Linked DNA regions of Lactuca sativa: region 1 is linked to region 2. Evidence: chromatin contacts called from public Hi-C data. All regions are on one chromosome and are shown on one strand. Each heading gives the region's core, a stretch centred on a gene start, on an enhancer-like site or on the middle of the called end of the contact. The rest is flanking DNA. Distances are from core to core; before and after follow the strand shown.

What was found. A called contact is a pair of places that touch in the nucleus more often than the background predicts.
Region 1: a contact with region 2 is called in a Hi-C map of seed, with 4 times the contacts expected there. The contact joins the promoter of LOC111913276 here to the promoter of LOC111913273 in region 2. A contact is called at or near these places in 3 of 4 Hi-C or Micro-C datasets (leaf and seed).

The regions. Positions count from the first base shown.
Region 1 is chr5:255,387,597-255,394,304 of Lsat_Salinas_v11, forward strand. LOC111913276 (40S ribosomal protein S11-2) reads left to right here and starts at 1,983. Exons shown (of 6, transcript XM_023908995.2): 1 at 1,983-2,096; 2 at 2,197-2,237; 3 at 2,343-2,443; 4 at 2,553-2,697; 5 at 2,802-2,891; 6 at 2,989-3,255. The coding sequence starts at 2,085. The coding sequence ends at 3,082. It overlaps LOC111913277 (methylmalonate-semialdehyde dehydrogenase [acylating], mitochondrial), which reads right to left. Exons shown (of 18, transcript XM_023908996.3): 15 at 6,586-6,665; 16 at 6,340-6,509; 17 at 5,859-6,264; 18 at 5,551-5,780. The coding sequence ends at 5,762.
Region 2 is chr5:255,243,979-255,250,507 of Lsat_Salinas_v11, forward strand. It overlaps LOC111913273 (dynamin-related protein 3A), which reads right to left and starts at 2,695. Exons shown (of 19, transcript XM_023908991.3): 1 at 2,168-2,695; 2 at 1,142-1,424; 3 at 1,012-1,040; 4 at 785-886; 5 at 621-689; 6 at 482-541; 7 at 295-408; 8 at 172-220; 9 at 1-78. The coding sequence starts at 2,554.

The DNA of each region.
Region 1 (6,708 bases), core at 733-3,232, 140 kb after region 2:
GGTTTAGATGACGATGTATTTATGCAGATGGCAGACCTTCGATCTTCTTGTTTGTTTTCAATCTTTTGATTCTTCTGACCACCTCCCCAGTATCGGATCTGTAGGAGAGATGGAGAGAAAGGTAGTGTTTCACCTCAGATGAGAGAAGAAGAAGAAGAAGAAGAAGAAGAAGAAGAAGAAAAATGGTGTTACTGTTGGATCTATGATGACAATGTTGTTTACAGATGTAGGTGTTGACCGGTGGTGTCGTGGTGGTGGAGGTTGTTGTGTTGGCCGGTGTTGGTGGTTGTATTGTTGACTAATGATGGTGGCGTTGATGAAGGGGGTATAAGGTGGAGAGAGAGTATTTTTTTTCTTTTTTGTTCTTTTTTTTGCATAATAAATAAATTTACAAAAAAAATATACAAGGGCAAAATCGTCATTATAAAAGAGTTCAAAGCAAAGTGGACCAAACTCGCAACAAAATGAAAAGTTTGGACCTCCAGTGCTAGTCAAAACTTTTTTGGACCAAAGTGTCAATTTTCAGCTAACCACAGGGACCATTTGTGCAGTTTTGTCTTTTTATAATGACAATTTTACCATTAGGTTTTTCCTTTTCACTTTTTTATTTATTTAATAACTTTTCTGATTAAAAGAAAAATAAAAAAGTAAATTCTCTCTCTCTCTCTCTCTCATATATATATATATATATATATATATATATATATATATATATATATATATATATATATATATATATCTCCTCTTGCTCGTGTTACAGTTTGAAGCATTATCATGTTTGGTGAAAACTGTCTACTTGATCACCAAATTGATTTGCAACTTCTAGATTTGAATGACAGAAAGATGATGATGATGATGGAGAAAAATTCAAATGACATAAAGATGGTGATGATGGAGAAAAAGATGTCTTCATTGATAACAAGAGGAAGGAATCAGAGCTAGGATTTGTTGTGGATTTTCATAGCAATGAGGGTTTTGCAGTGGATCTTCATAGCGAAGACGATGAGGGCTTTTCACATCGATGGTGAGAGAGATGGATATGAAGCGGAGGCAAAACCGTAATCGAATCTTTATAACAGCGACAATGAAAACTTAATCGAAGCTAGGGGTTGTTGTGGCTCCGGTGACCTCGATCTCCATATCTAGCCTTATTCGTCTTTTTATAGGACTAGTGTTACCATAACGACTAGTTAATCTGCCGAAGGCTCTGAAAAGCGACACCTTTCTCTTCAATGATGTCGCATTCACCGACACCTTCGATGACGAAGGATACTTGATCTGCCCCTAACAGGAAATTAAGATTTCTTTTAGGAGAGTTTTGAGATAGCTATAAATTACGTATGCTTCTCAACATTTTGGAATCATTGTGAAGCAAATCCTTTCCCGAACTTCACTGTTGGTAACTGATGAGTTTTTTGAAATCATAAATTGAAAAATCCCCAAATATGTGGAGTGTTGAAATAGAGATGAATGAACACAAATCTTTATTGATGAAGATTTCATTATGTTTTCCTTTAAAACAAAAACATATATATATATATATATATATATATATATATATATATATATATATATATATATATATATATATAGAGAGAGAGAGAGAGAGAGAGAGAGAGAGAGAGAGAGAGAGAGAGACCCTTTATAATTAAATAATAAAATAATAGTAAAGGAAAAAAAGAAAAAAAACAAATATAAATAGACAAATCCGAAGAATTTTTAAAGTGTTTTGGATCAAATTCGCAACAAAATTAAACCTTTGGACCTGTAGTGCTAGTCCAAATTTTTTTGGACCAAAATGAACAAATAAATTTGTACATTTTAGTCGATTATAAACTTATAATCCAATATCATACTCCCTAATTGATTTTGCATAGAAATTGTTTAAAATACACATTCCATCGATTGTAGTAGACAATTAGACATAAAACAGCAGCCCAGCCCACTAGAGTCATTTATTGATTAGAAGCCCACAAGGCCCAACTTAACCTCATTAAATATATAAGCTTGCTAGGGTTTACATCTGCCTCCGCTTATTTTCTACCTGTGCTTCCGCCACTGAAAAGCTCCGATCTCTACCAACAATGGCTGAACAGGTTGTTATCTAATCTATCAACTCTCGACTTTTATGCTCATCTCGTTTCCTACAGATCTTGACATTTTGCTTTTCTTTTTGTTTTCTCTATTTCCTGATAGACGGAGAAGGCGTTTTTGAAGCAACCCAAGGTCTTTCTATGGTGAGAAACTAGCCTCTTTTCGTGTTCGAATTTTTTGTTCTTTTTTCTATATTTATGCTAATTTGCATATGGAAGATGATGTTGGTATTCTTAATTGTGTATTAGTTCGAAGAAAAGTGGGAAAGGGAAGAGGCCTGGGAAGGGTGGAAACAGATTCTGGAAGAGTGTTGGTCTTGGGTTTAAGACTCCAAGAGAAGCTATTGAAGGTATTAGCGTTCATCAAACACCTTTTCTATCTGTTTTTTTCAAATGATTTCGAAGCTGTTAGATATGTGATTTACAGTATGATCTTAATTATGTACTTAATATCTTTAGGAACTTACATTGACAAGAAGTGCCCTTTCACTGGTGATGTCTCCATTAGAGGTCGTATTCTTTCCGGAACATGCCACAGTGCGAAAATGGTGAAGACCATTATCGTACGTAGGGACTACTTCCATTATGTGAAGAAATACCAAAGGCAAGAAGACACAATCCCATCTGTTGTGATTTTATCAAATACCCTTAAATACATAACAAATTCTAAATCAATCTTATTTGTATGCTGTTTTGTTTGATTGATAGATATGAGAAGAGGCACTCGAACACTCCAGCTCACATTTCTCCATGTTTTCGTGTGAAAGAAGGTGACCGAGTCACAATTGGACAGTGCAGGTGACATTTTAGATATAATCCCCTTATTTATATTTTGATTTGATTCTTATATTTTATATATGTTTTTAATTTTTAATTATTTGTATTTTTGTTGCAGACCATTGTCAAAGACTGTGAGGTTCAATGTGTTGAAGGTGACTCCAGCTGGATCTTCTGGAAGTACTGGGAAGAAGGCGTTTGCAGGCTTCTAAGGAAAAAGCTTTATCTTGAATTTGATTTGCTGGTTTTGTAGCGATACTTGTTTTTTTTTTAACAGTTTGGTTTAAATGTTTCGGTAGATGTATTTTTTTTTTTTACTTTGATGTTCGCAATTATGGTATGATTGTAAACATTAAAAATCAAATTTTGATTTGGCATTTGTTCTTGTTTTGGCTATTTGTTCATTTAATGATGATTTTGATAGATGTGAATTAGCTGATCTTTATACTAACTTTTTGCCATGCATAACAGTTTCGAGGATTATACAAATCCTTTTAAAATGCGTATTACAAAAAGTTATTGTGTAAATATCATTTTCCTGAAACAATAAGCTATTGAAAATAAGCGGATTATGCTCGTTATCAACCTTGAAGATATCTTTATACTAAGGTGTTTTTTTTTTAGAAACCTTTTTGGACCCCCTTATGCCAATAAAAACATTTTGAGGTCTAACTCATGTAGCACATGTAAAGTGGACTAACTATTAATCCAAATGAACAATTTTCAAAGGTTTTATGTTGTTTCAAGGCACTAAGAGATGGGTGGAATAAAGGTAGTATGCTTTTTGTCCTTTATAATTATTTTCGTATTGCAACCAATACCTTAATAATTAAAGCCAATTTAAATATTGCAATCAGTGCCCAAATAATTTATTAAATTAACATTACCATTTTCAACTGTCATTAAACCAAAACATCGGCCAATATTATCCAAGACTAACAAAAACAACAAATTAACTAAAAGACTACACACCAAATTTGCAAACCTAGCCAATACACCAACCTAGATCTATGCCAATGCCAACACCACAGGGACTTTGGTCAACATTACACACCCACTCATGAGAATGACTCCAATTAACACCATTATTATTAATATCGGTTTCATTAACAAGAACATCTACTATCATGTTTCTCTATTTGTAGTTGGGCATGAACAATACCACTCTTCAAGGCTTCATGTATCTCAAACATCAAATAAGGATCTGCAACTCCAACATGACCCCAATGTAATGGATGCAGTTCTTGAATTTTTCGATACTTTATTTGTTGGAGATTTTAGTGATGCAATGACAACTTGTGGCTATTGAGTTGTCAAAGTACAAGAAAAATGTAGATAGATTTGGTGGGATATTGCAATTAAAGCATGTAAGGCGACTTACTTTTATTTATTTATTTTAATAAAATTTCATATTTTCAATTTAATGTGTTTTTGTTTCAAAATTGTAGCAACTTGGTGAGGGGATCGACTCTTGAATTAAAAAAGCTTGCATTGAAATTTTTTTGCTTTAACTAATAATAGTTCATTGGTTGTGAAAGGAATTGAAGCAGGTTTAAAGGGATTAATAATATAAATTTTAAATGTCAAGTAATTTACTTAACATATAATTATAGATTATTATATTGTGTATTATTTAAATCATTTGTTCAACGTTTTGTAAAACAAAATAGATTGGAGGCAAACAATTTAATGTTGATCTAATTAAACAAAAGAGAAAAAAAATTAGGAACATGGAAGTAGTATTTGCAAGTAGTTCTCTCGTCTTAAGAATGAATTGTTTTGTGATGGAGATGACTCCAGGGGAATGTGAAATGTGGAATGAATCAGGAAGTCGCCCTTTTGTTAAAATTCCTTCTCCTCTCTTTCAGATTTCCTTGTCTTTGATTTCTGCCAAAAGATCTTTACTGTATATCCAATCTTGGATCTTGGACTGGCCGCGTTCCCATTTATATTATCAAATATAGGTAAGGCCAACCCACCCCTTCATCATTTCATTTTTTGTAACGAGAATATATATTGGTACGAAGCGCAAGTACTTAGCTTAGAGCCATGAGCTCCTTGGATCGGAAGAAGACCAAACTGTGAAAGGAGAAACCCTCTTCAGAACCCATACCCTAAGTCGATTCTTTTTCTTTTATTTATTCAGAATGAGCTGCTGACGCTTGCTTGCACATGAACATCATGAACATGCGGTAGACTTCTCGGAGGTGCCAGTAAGGCTAAGGCGGCTCTGGCTGCATTTGCCAAATCCGAAGTCTGAGGAGTACCCACTGGTCTACATTATATGATGCGGGTAAGAATATGTAGATGCAATATTCGAAAATACGATTATATTTTTTGAGCTAATTATGAACTTATAGTTCGTGACTTAAATTTTAAAAAACTAGAATTTGACATTTTTATGGTTATTTACTAATTTTATTAGGACATTGGTAATATATTTTTTTTAATAAATTCATTTATAATTTAAGATCTCCGATGATTAACCCATGTCTAAACTAATTAGCCCGTAAACCCCAACATAAATAGCCTTAGAAAAATTATACATTCCTGTCCAGTGTCGGCCTTAATCAATAACTTGGTTTTAAGTTGATCTTGAAGTTATTTGACTAATAAAACGTGGGATTTGAATGTTACCAAGTGATTTTGTGGGCTTTTTTTTTTTAATCATGAAAGAAGGTTTACCAAAATCCATCCATTCATTTAACAACATAATCACATATAAAACCAGTGTCACTACACAACACAACACAAGACAGGTATAGGAAATTTAACTAGTTGATTGAGAGGAGAGCTTCCATGAGTAAGTACCATGAGCTCCATTTGTTACTTCACAGTTCACATCAAATACACCTTTACACCACTACACCCAACTACTCAAAACTCAAAACCTACTGTGCATTTCGGCTCCTGAAACCAAAAAAAAAAAAACATTCAGGCCAATTTAATTTAAAAAATAAAAAAAGATGAGAAGAAAGAATGAATTACCAGTTTAGAAAATGGGTCAAGAACTTGGGGTCCTGTGATCCATCAGACATGAGCAAAGCAGGAGATACCCCTCCATCACTGTTTTGAAAATCCCTGAGCTGCAATCCCAGGGATACAGCTTCACCTTCAGCTTCACCCGTGTTATGCTGCTGCATTCCAAATTCCGGCCCATTGTCCAACTGAAGATGATCATGATGATTATCTGATGGGGATTCCAGTGGTCCTCCTCTATCCGAATCGGGAAAATTATGGGTGGGTAATAGCAACGAAGTTCCATCTGTTGTTTGAAAAGTTGTTGGAGGCATTTCAAGCAGCCCAGCCCCTCCTACTTCGTCACTACACCTGAAATCCTTCCATTGCTGACTCACCGTTTTAATCTGCGAATAAAACTGAACCCCTGATTTCCCTACAAAACATTTTATCATTTATTCATTTCCATTCCTTTAAATTATTTATTTATTTTTAAATAGAAAAATCTTACCTTGAAAATTTAGGTCTCCTGAGAAAGATGCTTCTGTTCCTGTAAATGAGAAGAAGGGCAGCGGGGATGGGACAGGGACATTTACACCAACCTGCCCCGCTTCTATTTCTGTTTGGAATTTTCTCGCTGTTGCACCGTTTTTCGTGAATATTGAAGCCCCGAATCCATATCTGATTAATCATTTCATTTTTTGGAATATAAATTAAAGATTTTTAACTCGTTTTTTTATGAACTTTCTGACTTTACCTGTTTCTGTTCACAATAGCTATGGCTTCCTCTAAGCTATCTGCCTGCATACACAGAAGAACCGGCCCAGTAACCTCCTCCTGATCACACAAAAATGTTACTGTACTATTTAAATTATATATT
Region 2 (6,529 bases), core at 1,445-3,944:
TATAGTGTATTCTTGCTCCTCCTGACAACTCAGATGTTGACATCTCTTCGTTTTTACCCTCAATCATTGAAGAAAAGGCTGTTTAAAGAAATCATGAAGATCATCTATGAGATTCAAAAAACATACACATGTACTTATTATTAAAAATAAAAACAAGAAAACCAGTATCACCTTCAGAATACTTTGAAAGAATATTTAGAAGAAGAGCTCCCATGCCAGCCTATAAATTATTAAAAAGCAAATGTTAGAAGGTAAAAAGGTAAAAACTTGTCTGAAAAAAGGATTGATAAGCACCTTAGACTCTGTAATCTCTCCATAACTAGCATGTTCTTTTGCTACAGAAACTAATGCAGCACTAATACGTGCCTTCAACCCTGGTAACACTGTTTTTATATGTTTCACCAAAATCTACAAAAGAGGACATTAAGTTAATATAACGTTTCATCCTTAATGAGCAGATAAAACCCTAATACAGTTTTACCTGGTTTAACTTTTTTGCCAGCTGGGGTACCCCACAACGATCTGCAAGCTCATTATACACCTACATTATAAAAATTAGTTAAACCATATGAAAAAAAAAGTTAAATAAATCATTGAAGGAAAAAAAAAATGTTGCATACTGGACGACTGCGAAAGAATTTCTCCTCAGCTGCTAGTGCATCTTTAATAGTTCGGTTGAACATAATGTCCTGTTTTTAAGAATATGGCAACCATTGTTAGATTAAAAGATAAAGAAAACTAACATTATATATAATAATAATAGAACAAAGAATATAATTATTACCTCCTGACTACGATTTACAACACCAATAAAGCCAAGTCGAAGGGGGATCACTTTTCCAAGCAAAAAATTACGTGCATCGGTTCCTCTATCCATAATATCCAACTAAAGCATCAAAAAGGACAACATTGTGATTACTATATAAATAATACTATATAATGGAAGAGAAGTAAGAATAAATTGAAACTGAAATCATGTATGTTAGTTATAAATATAGACTTATAGTATACCTTTGTGATCACACCAATTGTCCTGTAACCTAACAGCACAAAAAGAAAAGAAGCCATGTTAAAGAGATGAACTTTCATTCTATTTCTAGTTTTTTTTGTACCAAAATCACTCAATGAAATCAGTGCCTACCATCAGGATCTGCATTTCCAGCGATTTGAAGTGCATCTGAGTTGGCAAGGTCAGCATTTGCAGGTGTGACAGCTAGGATTAAACAGCTGGGAAGCCTAATGTATGACATTATCATTGTCCTAATACGAGCTTCAATGTCTGATGGTTGATCTCCAACAGGAACTTTTGTTATACCAGGTAAATCCACAAGGGTGATGTCAAGTACATTAGGGGAAAAAATCTTTAAACGAATTTGTTTATCAGAGACACCCTTGTTTCCTCCTGCTTCCCTATCTGTCTCAGCCTACAGTATTCAGACACCCAACTAAGGTGTTAGTGATCAGACTTTGTGTTGGTTGACATAAAATAAAGTTTAGCTTTATCATAGAGGATTAAAGAATCCACACTTATCAGAGCTCTAACATTTTTTCCTCTTAATGAATCCTCATACACAAATATACAATTGATTCAGATGAGCTATACCAAAGACACTCTCATGATCTCATCTAACCCTGAATAATCTGATCACCTAGCTGATGCAGCTTACGAGTATATACAAAAATTACTAGAACATGAGAGGATATAGATGCTTTGCTGGCCTGAAAGACAAAGACTCATGTTGCTAGGTTTAACAGGCAGTTGGACAAATTCTGAACCATTATCCATAACAATTAAAATGTCACGCTCTATAAGCTCCAGTAAAATACACTCAGGGTTCTATCAGACATGTAGTTTTGAGTTTTGTGAAGTTGACGAATTTAGGCAGTGTGTTATTAATCTTGGTAGGTAGAAAAAACTGCTTTTGGTCTAAGTATTCAAAGCCCTTTATTTTAAAGACAAGAGATCTCAAATATACATGAGAAATCTTTTTTGAGTAACAAAAAGTGCATCTGCGCAAGAAATGTGCTTTTTTAAATTTCACTGGAGAAAATTCATAAATGTTTAACGTACCAGTTCAAGCTAGGTCAACTCAGATAGTAATATAAAAACTACTATAATGATGATGATGATGATAAAAGTAACAAATTGGCTGTTGCGACGAAGTACCTGAATTTCCTTACGAATTTCATTGAAATTATAGAACCTCTTCCCCGGCACGTGTAAGAACTCACCATACTCTTCATCGGTGCCGTCAGGCTTCCGCTTAGTCTGAAGCAGCTGAAGCACGAGAGGTCGGCGAGTGCAGATGTCGGATCCCCTGGGCAAGAAGTCACGGCCAACGAGAGCTTCAAGCACACTGGATTTACCACTGCTCTGGCTACCAACAACGGCGACCTGAGGGAGCTCGATAGTAGAGGAGCTTCCAAGCTGAGCGAAAATGTCTTGAAGCTTGTTCACGATGGGGATGACGTTGTGGCCAAGAGGAGCGGCGTTGGAGTTGGATGAAGATGGTTGTTGTTGAGGCGACGAAGGGACTACTGGTTCGTCTGCCATTGAACTGGATTTGGTGGTGAGATCGAATTTGAGTGTGTGAAACCCTAGAGGTACGAGGGAGGTGGAGAGAAAGTGGTTTGTGTTGCAAATGCCAAATAGTTTAGAAAGAGATGTGGGAGATTCTCGTGCCGCCCAAGCAGATGGGAATAAAGTGAAACTTTTCAATTTATAAGGGGTGAAATTGACATATTGTGATGTCGTGTTGTCCAATTTTTTGATTTAAAACATTCGAAATTTGAATTTGCTTTTTCAGGAAATACATTTATCTTCTTTAATTTACTTTTGGTTTGAGATTAATATTATGGATAATGAATTAAAAGGGTAATATATTTTTTGGTTTGTACATATTTGGTCACCGAGTTTTTTTCGTCCACATTTACCTCTTAAACTTGTTAAACTGTATACATTCAGTCCTTATGATCTGCTACTCCAGGTTACCCGGTAAAAATGACTTAATAGGGTAATATATTTCTCACTTTGTACACATTTAGTCCTTAATATTTTTGTACACATTTAGTCCTTTTTTTTTGCAAAATAAGTTATTTTTTTGTACTCATACAGTACTTAAGAATGATTTTTTAGTTTTTTCTCACAAAATATTACGTGGGGCATTCATTAATGAGGTGTATGGGGCTTTTTTTGATGCTTATATCTATCGCGATCTCGACTATTTGGTTGTTTAGGTCATGTATTCTGAACGTCGTAACTTCTTCATATGATCTCGGATTTTAACGATCTTTATATTCTTGCATTCGTATTTTACTCTACTACAACTTTCATTTAGATTACTCCCATTAAAAAATAATATATTTTTACTTACGATTTTTATATCCATACGCGATGGCGGATTTAGTATGGTCCCGGTGTTGCACCGACAACACCTGTTTTTTTTGTTCGCAGTGGAAAAAGTTTCGCTTTTTTTTACGTTTATAACTATTTTCCATGTATCGGCAACACCTATTTCATCTCGGCAACACGTACTATGTATTACTGTGTCTTCCCATGTCCATACGTTTTTTATGAATGCATGTATGTATGTTTTTAAAAAAATCGTTAGTAAAAATATATTACATTTTAACGGGAGTAATCTTAATGAAAGTTGTAGTAGACTCAAAAAATAAACATGTGGATAAAGATCTTTAAAATCTGATATTGTATGAAGAAGTTACGATGTTCAAAATACAAGACCTAAGCCAAACCACAAGACTTACGCAACCAAGCAATCGAGATCGCATTAGACATAAGCATCAACAACCCTAAGCAACTCATCAATGATTGGCTCACGTAAGATGTCGTGAAAAAAACCTAAAGAAATCATTAATAAGTATTGAATGAGTACAAAAAAGGACTTATCTTGAAACAAAAAAATGTTAAGGACTAAATATGTACAAAAATATTAAGAGTTAAATGTGTACAAAATGAAAAATATATTACCCTATCAAGTCATTTTTCCCGGCTAACCTGGAGTAACAAGTCATAAGGACTAAATGGGTACAGTTTAACAAGTTTAAGGGGTAAATATGAATAAAAAAAAAACTCAGTGACCAAATGTGTACAAATTGAATAATATGTTACCCTTTTAAGTCATTATCCCTTAATATTATTCACAATTACTGCAACATTGATTGGTATTTGAATTGTGACATGTCGTTTTTGCCACGTATTATTAGTGATTTAAATAAATTTTTTATGTTCATCATACATACTTATAAAGCTAACATTTTTTCTTGAATCTCATGCATTTGAAACCCCCATAAAATTTTGCCAGCACCTCATGCATTTGAAACTCCCACACCCTTTCACCTTCAAAGTAATTAATCACACATAATCTCATTCCAAGAAAATCACACACTCTATAAGTTCAACACCTCATGCATTTCAAACTCCCACACCTTTTCACCTTCATTATATATGTAGTTATATTAGTACATTTTTCTTACAAAAAGTCGTCATTTGGTTGAAGATAGTATGATTCAAAAGTTTTCATATAGTTGAAGCATTCACGATCCAAATATGATGATTTGAAGAAATGGGTTATGTCGCATCGATGGTAATTATAATATGATTTTTCTTTCAACCAAAACAAACGAAGTTTTTCTATTATTTCTTTATATTTAATTTCTCATTTGACCTTTATATGTGATTTGTATGTATTATACGAAGTTTTTATATTCTTTTTTATATTTAATTTCTCATTTGACCTTTATATGTGATTTGTATGTATTATACGAAGTTTTTATATTCTTTATATTCAATTTCTCATTTGACCTTTATATGTGATTTGTATGTATTATACGAAGTTTTTCTATTCTTTCTTTATATTCAATTTCTCATTTGACGTTTATATGTGATTTGTATGTATTATACGAAGTTTTTCTATTCTTTCTTTATATTCAATTTCTCATTTGACCTTTATATGTGATTTGTATGTATTATACGAAGTTTTTCTATTGTCATCAAGTTTCTATGGTTGAATGGTGTTCAATAGAGAAAGAAGATTCAGAAAATAGATATAGGTTTTTTTTTTTTTAGAAAAGTAGACGAATGTTAATTTTTTCTTTTGATTTAAACGTATATTTATGTAACATTTTTATTTATATATTCAACCACCCAATGTTCTTATTTATATGATTGTAGTTTTTCTATTTTGATTATGTTGATTTTCTATTATTTTTTTGTTGGGTTATCCTACACAACATATTTACAAAACAATATTTAAAAGATAACATAATTTAACGTTTGATATGTAATTATGATGAATTATCATGATATGTTCTTCATATGAAAGTAATTTATCCATATTACTACGACAAGAATTACATATGACATTTACGAAAATATATATTATATGTTATTTGTTTAACATATATATGCACCTATGTATGTTATAAATTTTTAATTAAATATCTTTATGTTTAATAATTGAAGGGATTAAAATGATGCATCAAAACCAATTATTTAGAAGAATATAATAATAATAATAATAATAATAATAATAATAATAATAATAATAATAATAATAATAATCTCTCTACCTAATAAAAACCTCCCTGAGGTGCCACATGTCCCTCTAATAACCCATAACAATCCACTTGTCATTTCCTCCTCTTTTCTCATAAACTAATTCCCGCCTAAAGCATTGTTAACGGAAGTCTAAGAGTATAAGTCAAAAGTCAATACATTCAAACTCAATTTTAAATTTCATTTAAATCAAATCACGATCCCATAAAATCAGGAATATCCCTTGATTCCGATATATCAACTACCATAATTTTGATATTGATTGTCACAAAATTTAAGCAATCATAATATTATCCAAATTTAAACCTTTGTATTGTAGTTTTTATGAGATCGCAATTACACCTCCAACCGATTGCATCTTTTACCGATTTCCCAAATCAACTTCAATCGTTGGGTTTTATTAGTTTACTTTGTGATTTGTGATTTGTGATTCGTGTGCTGCTCCTTATGATCCGATTAGGTTTTAGTTATGACGTTGATTATTGTGAGGTAAGTCATCCATACTGTATTTTGATTTTAGGTTTCAATTTTGTGTTTTCTAGCTTCAGGTTGGTATATGAAATTGCTTATTTGAATGTATGTTTGTCTATGCATCATTATTTTCTTTTAATTTTATGTGGATTTCATGTGTAAAACCTAGACGCTACTAATAAAGAACTTTTTTATTAATAAAAAATATTTTTTCCTCCGATTGCAGACCGTGTATGTAGATCTGGGGCGATTGATCTTATTTGCTTCGACTATATGTTGACTGTTACTCCACGTGTTGAGATTGAAGTAAGCGATTGTTCTTTTTTTTTACTTAATAATTGATGTGTGGGTACTGATGCGTGTGTTAGTCACATACTTAAATTATGAAAATCATAATTATATACATATTTATTTCTTCATTTCAGATGAAGTTTTAGAAATCTAAGTGTTTGCTGGTTGTTGTATATGCTTTTATATTAAAGA